Linked DNA regions of Mus musculus: region 1 is linked to region 2. A link is a contact called in public HiChIP or PLAC-seq data. All regions are on one chromosome and are shown on one strand. Each heading gives the region's core, a stretch centred on a gene start, on an enhancer-like site or on the middle of the called end of the contact. The rest is flanking DNA. Distances are from core to core; before and after follow the strand shown.

What was found. HiChIP or PLAC-seq counts read pairs in DNA pulled down with a chosen protein or histone mark.
Region 1: a contact with region 2 is called in an H3K27ac HiChIP or PLAC-seq map of microglia, with 5 times the contacts expected there. The contact joins the promoter of Dnajb3 here to the promoter of Inpp5d in region 2. A contact is called at or near these places in 3 of 115 datasets of contacts at active chromatin or transcription factors (bone marrow-derived macrophages, double positive thymocytes and microglia).

What each region holds. Positions count from the first base shown.
Region 1 is chr1:88,204,219-88,207,064 of GRCm38.p6, reverse strand. It overlaps Dnajb3 (DnaJ heat shock protein family (Hsp40) member B3), which reads left to right and starts at 1,317. Exons shown (of 1, transcript NM_008299.3): 1 at 1,317-2,333. The coding sequence starts at 1,387. The coding sequence ends at 2,115. The region is part of intron 1 of Ugt1a10 (UDP glycosyltransferase 1 family, polypeptide A10); the gene reads right to left. All of the region lies in intron 1 of Ugt1a9 (UDP glucuronosyltransferase 1 family, polypeptide A9), which reads right to left. All of the region lies in intron 1 of Ugt1a8 (UDP glucuronosyltransferase 1 family, polypeptide A8), which reads right to left. It also overlaps Ugt1a7c, Ugt1a6b, Ugt1a6a, Ugt1a5 and Ugt1a2.
Region 2 is chr1:87,619,047-87,621,861 of GRCm38.p6, reverse strand. It overlaps Inpp5d (inositol polyphosphate-5-phosphatase D), which reads right to left and starts at 1,550. Exons shown (of 27, transcript NM_010566.3): 1 at 1,231-1,550. The coding sequence starts at 1,373.

The DNA of each region.
Region 1 (2,846 bases), core at 68-2,567, 590 kb before region 2:
TCACTGGGCGTGACATAAACTCAAATGACTGTTCTGGCATACTAGAATTTCTGATTAGACCTAGTACCCTTCATGATAGAATCTTTAAACATTTACTGGTTAACCATTTCCTTTAGAACTAAGTAATCTTTAGAGATACATGTTGCCTCACCACTGATCAAATAAGGTAATACAGTGGTTTTTGTTTGTTTGTTTTTTAAAAAAAAGCCCTCAAGAAAGTGGGGATAAAAGCAAGTGTCAAGCAAAGGCAGAAGGAAGGCCAGAGTCATACTACAACAGTATTAGTGGCAACAAGAACATTTCACCTAAGGTGCTTCAAAAACAGCCACAAGTTCCAATTATTTTTGTTCAGAACAACAATGGTTCTCCAAGTATAAACTAGAACCCTGAAGATCCCCCAAGGACCTTTCAGAGGAATGTTACAAGGTTGAAACTATTTCCATTAACAGAAATATTAACTTTTAAAGATCTAATTTTCTCATAGGCATATGGTGGAGTTTTCCAAAGGTTACTCTATGAGATCAAAATAGATTGCAGAAGAATCCAGCTCTATGAAGCCCAATGCTGGAGTGATTTGAAGAACACAAACACACATCACCCTTCTGAAGTTTTGTTTTGAAGAAGTTATTTTCTCAGAACATGTTTTATGCTAGTGTGTATTTAATAGATATGTTTTTCATTGCTTTACTTTCTCTTAGAGCCATATAAATGAAAGGGGGGGGGATGTCCTATGGCCAAAAATGTTTAAGAACCTGAGTCCTTCACAAGCCACTGTCCTTCAGACCAGGCTCAGGGTCAGACAAAACATAATCCTGACAACCTTCCTAATTTCCTGCCTGGCTGACGAAAAGACAGCTTGGGGCAGGGCACAAAAATCCATTTAAAAAATCCAGTTTTGTGAGGCACACTTGTGCCACAATGCACGATGCTGAGGCAGCAGGGCATTACTGCAAGTTTAAGGCCAGTCTGAGCTACACAGCCGGGGAGAGAAGGGCGAGCAGCATCAGGAGAAGAGGGAAAGGAGAAGAGTGAAAAAAAGGAGAGGTAGAGAGAAGGCGAAGGTGCGGGGAAGGGTGAAATAGTACTTTTCTATAGCAGCCAGAGTCAAAGCCTCTCTCCCCTAAGTCGTCCTTTGTTCGCCCTACCATAGGACAACCCAATCACCACTGCAAGGATACTAGACTCGGTCCTGTCTTTAAGCGTCACTGAGCATCTCTGGGAGCACAACGGATCCCTGGGCCCTCCATTCTGATAGGCTGAGGCACCGCCCGCCTCCGCCAATGAGAGACGTTTGCGTCACAAGGGAGTGTGGCGCCGGCCGGTAGGCGGGCGTTCAGCAGCTGCCACCGCCGCTCCAGCGCCGAGGCCGCGGGCCGGCCAGCCGCCATGGTGGACTACTACGAGGTGCTGGGCGTGCCGCGGCAGGCCTCAGCCGAGGCCATCCGCAAGGCGTACCGCAAGCTTGCGCTCAAGTGGCACCCGGACAAGAACCCCGAGCACAAGGAGGAGGCCGAGAGGCGGTTCAAGCAGGTGGCGCAGGCCTACGAGGTCTTATCGGACGTCCGCAAGCGCGAGGTGTACGACCGCTGCGGCGAAGTGGGCGAGGTGGGCGGAGGCGGCGCGGCGGGCAGCCCGTTCCACGATGCCTTCCAGTACGTCTTCTCCTTCCGAGACCCCGCGGAGGTCTTCAGGGAGTTCTTCGGGGGCCACGACCCTTTCTCCTTCGACTTCTTCGGGGGAGACCCCCTTGAGAACTTTTTTGGGGATCGGAGGAGCACCCGTGGAAGCAGAAGCCGAGGGGCTGTACCCTTCTCTACCTCCTTTACCGAATTCCCAGGATTTGGGGGTGGCTTCGCTTCGTTAGATACTGGATTCACATCCTTCGGTTCTCCAGGAAACTCGGGCCTTTCTTCTTTCTCCATGTCTTGCGGCGGTGGGGCGGCAGGCAACTACAAGTCGGTGTCAACCTCCACCGAAATAATTAATGGCAAAAAAATCACCACCAAGAGAATCGTTGAGAATGGTCAAGAAAGGGTGGAAGTGGAAGAAGATGGAGAGTTAAAGTCCCTGATAATTAATGGCAAAGAGCAGCTGCTTCGCATCAATACTCAGTAAAGACTAAAGTGTCTTTTAAGGACTATCAGGACTTTTTTGTTTAAACGCGTTTTCAAGGGAACTCTACTTTCAGAACAACTGTATTCCAGACATTATATGCAGCTCATGTCGGTGCCTCTTGTTATTGTTGGGATCGCAGGGATAGGATCTCTCTTGGTCTTTATGCCTGTTGTAAATATCTGTATGCCTTTGGCACTTATTAAACTTAATCCTGAGGCAGACCACTGTTATGTTCTAGTGCTAGGAAACACTGTTCACAACACCTAAAACCACACAATCTCCATTTTGTTGAACATTCGACTCAGAGCTTTCCTTGAACTTTATAGCTCCACTTCCCCACATGCGCACCAAGGTGAAAGATGGGCATATATTGAGTCTTTCGTTTAAGATAGCTAAGTTGAAAAGAGTGGCTTTTAGTTTACCTAAAGTCATGCTGACATAGGAACAGTTGACTACTGTTTAAATGAAAGGCTAAAACTAAGCAGCTAAACTGAAGAAAGTAGACTTAAGTATATTCTTGTTATTGCTGCAACAAATTACCACGAACTTGGTAGTGTGTATATCACACTTATTCTTCCCATGTTTTGTAGAAGTCTGAAATTCACTTCAATGGGCAAAAAGGAGGATTCCTAGGATAGTGCTCTCTCTGAAGGTTTGGGGTTATGTTTATCAGTCAAGGTCTCAACATTTGGCTGGTTAGTGCCTAAGTTTGTTCTACAACAGTGGAAGAT
Region 2 (2,815 bases), core at 301-2,800:
TCCATTCAAGTCCACTGGCATGCCTAGCCTGATGGTGGTAGGAGGTAGGCAGCACAAGCTAGTGGTCTCTGGGAGCAAATGACCGACCTTATCCTCGATGTTTGTAACCTGTCCAGCCCTCATGGTCCTTAATCGCAGGTCTAGGTGTTCATAGAACCCACACTCCTGGCTCTCTTGAAGATGAAACTAGCCAACAAATGCCTAGCACAGCAGGTCCCAACATGAGTCAGAGCTCAGAACAGTCTGTGGTCAGTCACCCACTTCCCTCCTGCATGAAGATTGGGGGGGGGGCAGCTAGCTGCTCTGAAAGATCTTTCTCTCAGTCCAGGGACAATCTATCAGATGGTACCTGTGCTGTTCAAGTAGGCACACCCTTCCTGACAGTGTTCCTGCCCTGCTCCAGCCTGAAGCCTGGACAGGGTCTGACCACAGGACTATAGGGGTGGCGGCCTTCCTCAGAAGACGCTAGACGGACGGAGTGTTAAAAAGGAACCTTCAGCAAGTGGCTGTTTCCTCTGTTGTTAGGATAACCAGCATATTCAGCAACATCTTCACACTGGGCTGTGGGGGGGTACCAACGGGGGCAGAGACCTGGATAGGGAGGGACATAGCTGAGTGCAAGGAGGGACAGAGACCTACTCAGAGAGCAGCTCTGTGGCTTCCTGTGTCCTTGCAGCCTAGAGTAAAATGTGTACACGAGGAATCCTATCCTGATTAAATGCACCCCGGACTCAGCTCCCCAAATAGAATTAGCTCTAAGACCACATACTAGCAGGGTGGAGGAGGGGACCCTTTTGCCAAGGTTGCCCTTCACTGAGTCCCTGACTGACGCTTGAGCTGACCAAAATGCATTCCAATACACCCTCCACCAGAGAGGCCTGAGTTTCTTCCTGACTCTGTCCCTGCTCCTGCCACAGGAACTCACGGAGACCCCTGGCACCACAGGTCATGGAGGGCTGCAGTATAGGGGAGGCCCAGAGTCACTCAGAGAGCCCTAGCACCACACAAGCCTGTCATGACACAGGCTCCCTGAACTCGAACGCCAAGGTCCAAAGTGGGCCTCAGATGCTGCCCCCCCTTCTCCCCTCCCCACAGGGCAACGAAGTGCCAGTCACGTCCCACCATCCTATGACATAAACCTAACTCAAACTCCCATTACAGGGGTTCCCCCTTTGGATCCACACCTCAGTGGTCCCTGGATCTGACAGTTGGGAGGAGACGGGTACTCACAGCACGCAGAGTGCGTAGGCCCGGGGGATGGACTCGCTGGCACGCACAAGGAAGCTCCCGTCCTTGCCGGCTCTGGAAAGTAGCTCCTCTGCCTTGGAGCGGGTGATGTTGCCATGGTTCCACCCAGGGACCATGGCAGGCATGGGTCTCCTGGACTGGGTCAGCAGCCACTCCCAGGACGGACACTCCAGCAAAGTAGTTCAGGGCCCTCTCTAGGCTGAGACCTGCCGCCTGTTGCCTCTCAGAAATTGCCTCTGCTGCTCCTACCAGCTTAACTGACTGACTTCCTGTTTCAGGCACTCAGCGAGGGAGAGGAAACTGAGCTGCACAGAACTTCCTCATTATAGAAACCAAGTGGGGGGGGGGCATCATCTACCTTCCCACCCAGCCAGCACTGGCTGCCTGCTCCACCCTCTCACTCACTGGCTCTCTATTTCCCCTGAATGGGACCTAACCTCCAGAAGCGTCCATTATCAGCCGAAGTTCCACACGAGGGACGCAAGGGCTCTTTTAGCGTCAGGTTTCATGGCTGACTTCTCAAGCCTGGCCCAACATTTGTGAATAGGCCAAAGGCATGGCTCTCAGAAACCTTTGCTGATGTCCACAAGGGTGGTCACAGTTTTCCCCAGCGCCACCCAGCATACTTGTGATGGTGAGCTTTAACTGTCAACTTGACACAACATAGGATTGCCCAGGAAGAGAATCTCCATGAGGGAACGTCTGCATTGGGCTAGCCTGTGGATACATCTGTAGGGGTTGTTTTAATGAAGCTAGTTGATGTCAGAAGACCCAGCCCACTGTGAGCAACACTATTCCCTAGCTAAAACAGTCTGGTTTGGCCCCTCTGGACCTCTGCTGGGCACCTGGGGCTCACGGAAGGGCTTACATGTCCCTATGGTGCAAGCTGGCCACTTTGGTGATATATGTTACCGCGTTCTGCACTGCAGAAGCCCAAATGGCCAGTCAGGCTATTCCCTCTGTGGCTAGACATGGCTATGTTTGCTCACCCCTTAAAGGTCACCGTTCAGTACTAGCTGAGTTCTGCAGGTACTAAGGTAGCCACTGTCCCTTTGATCCCAGAGCTGGGTGACCTTGTTCCTCAGGCCAGGCCCACCAAGGGAAGTGCTGGCTTACGGCAGAAGTGGTGATTGTTCACTCCTTCATCTGAACCTTGTCACGTTAGATGTGACAACAGACCTAAGCCAGGCACCCCCCTACACACACATGCACGCACATACTGGAGCTTGGTTGAGCTTATCGCTCTCAGCCTCAGTTTTCTTTAGACTGCAGGGTGTAATTCAGAAAGGAGCTCTGGTGTGTGGAGGACATGGGAGCTGTGTTGATGTCATCCATGGCAGGAGCTTGGGGCCTGCAGGGCACAGCTGGTGGGAAATCTGAGAGTGGGTAGAGTACTCCAGCCAGGTCCTGAGCCAGAGGGAGGGGACATGGTCTCGACAAGAGCTCACGTCTACATTCTGATTTTGCCACCTGGAGGCTGAAGATGTTAACTCTAACTCTACAAGGGACCCTTCATGGAGTCCTCTCAAGTTCACAGTACCCCATGCAGCCCTCCTTAGGAAATCTC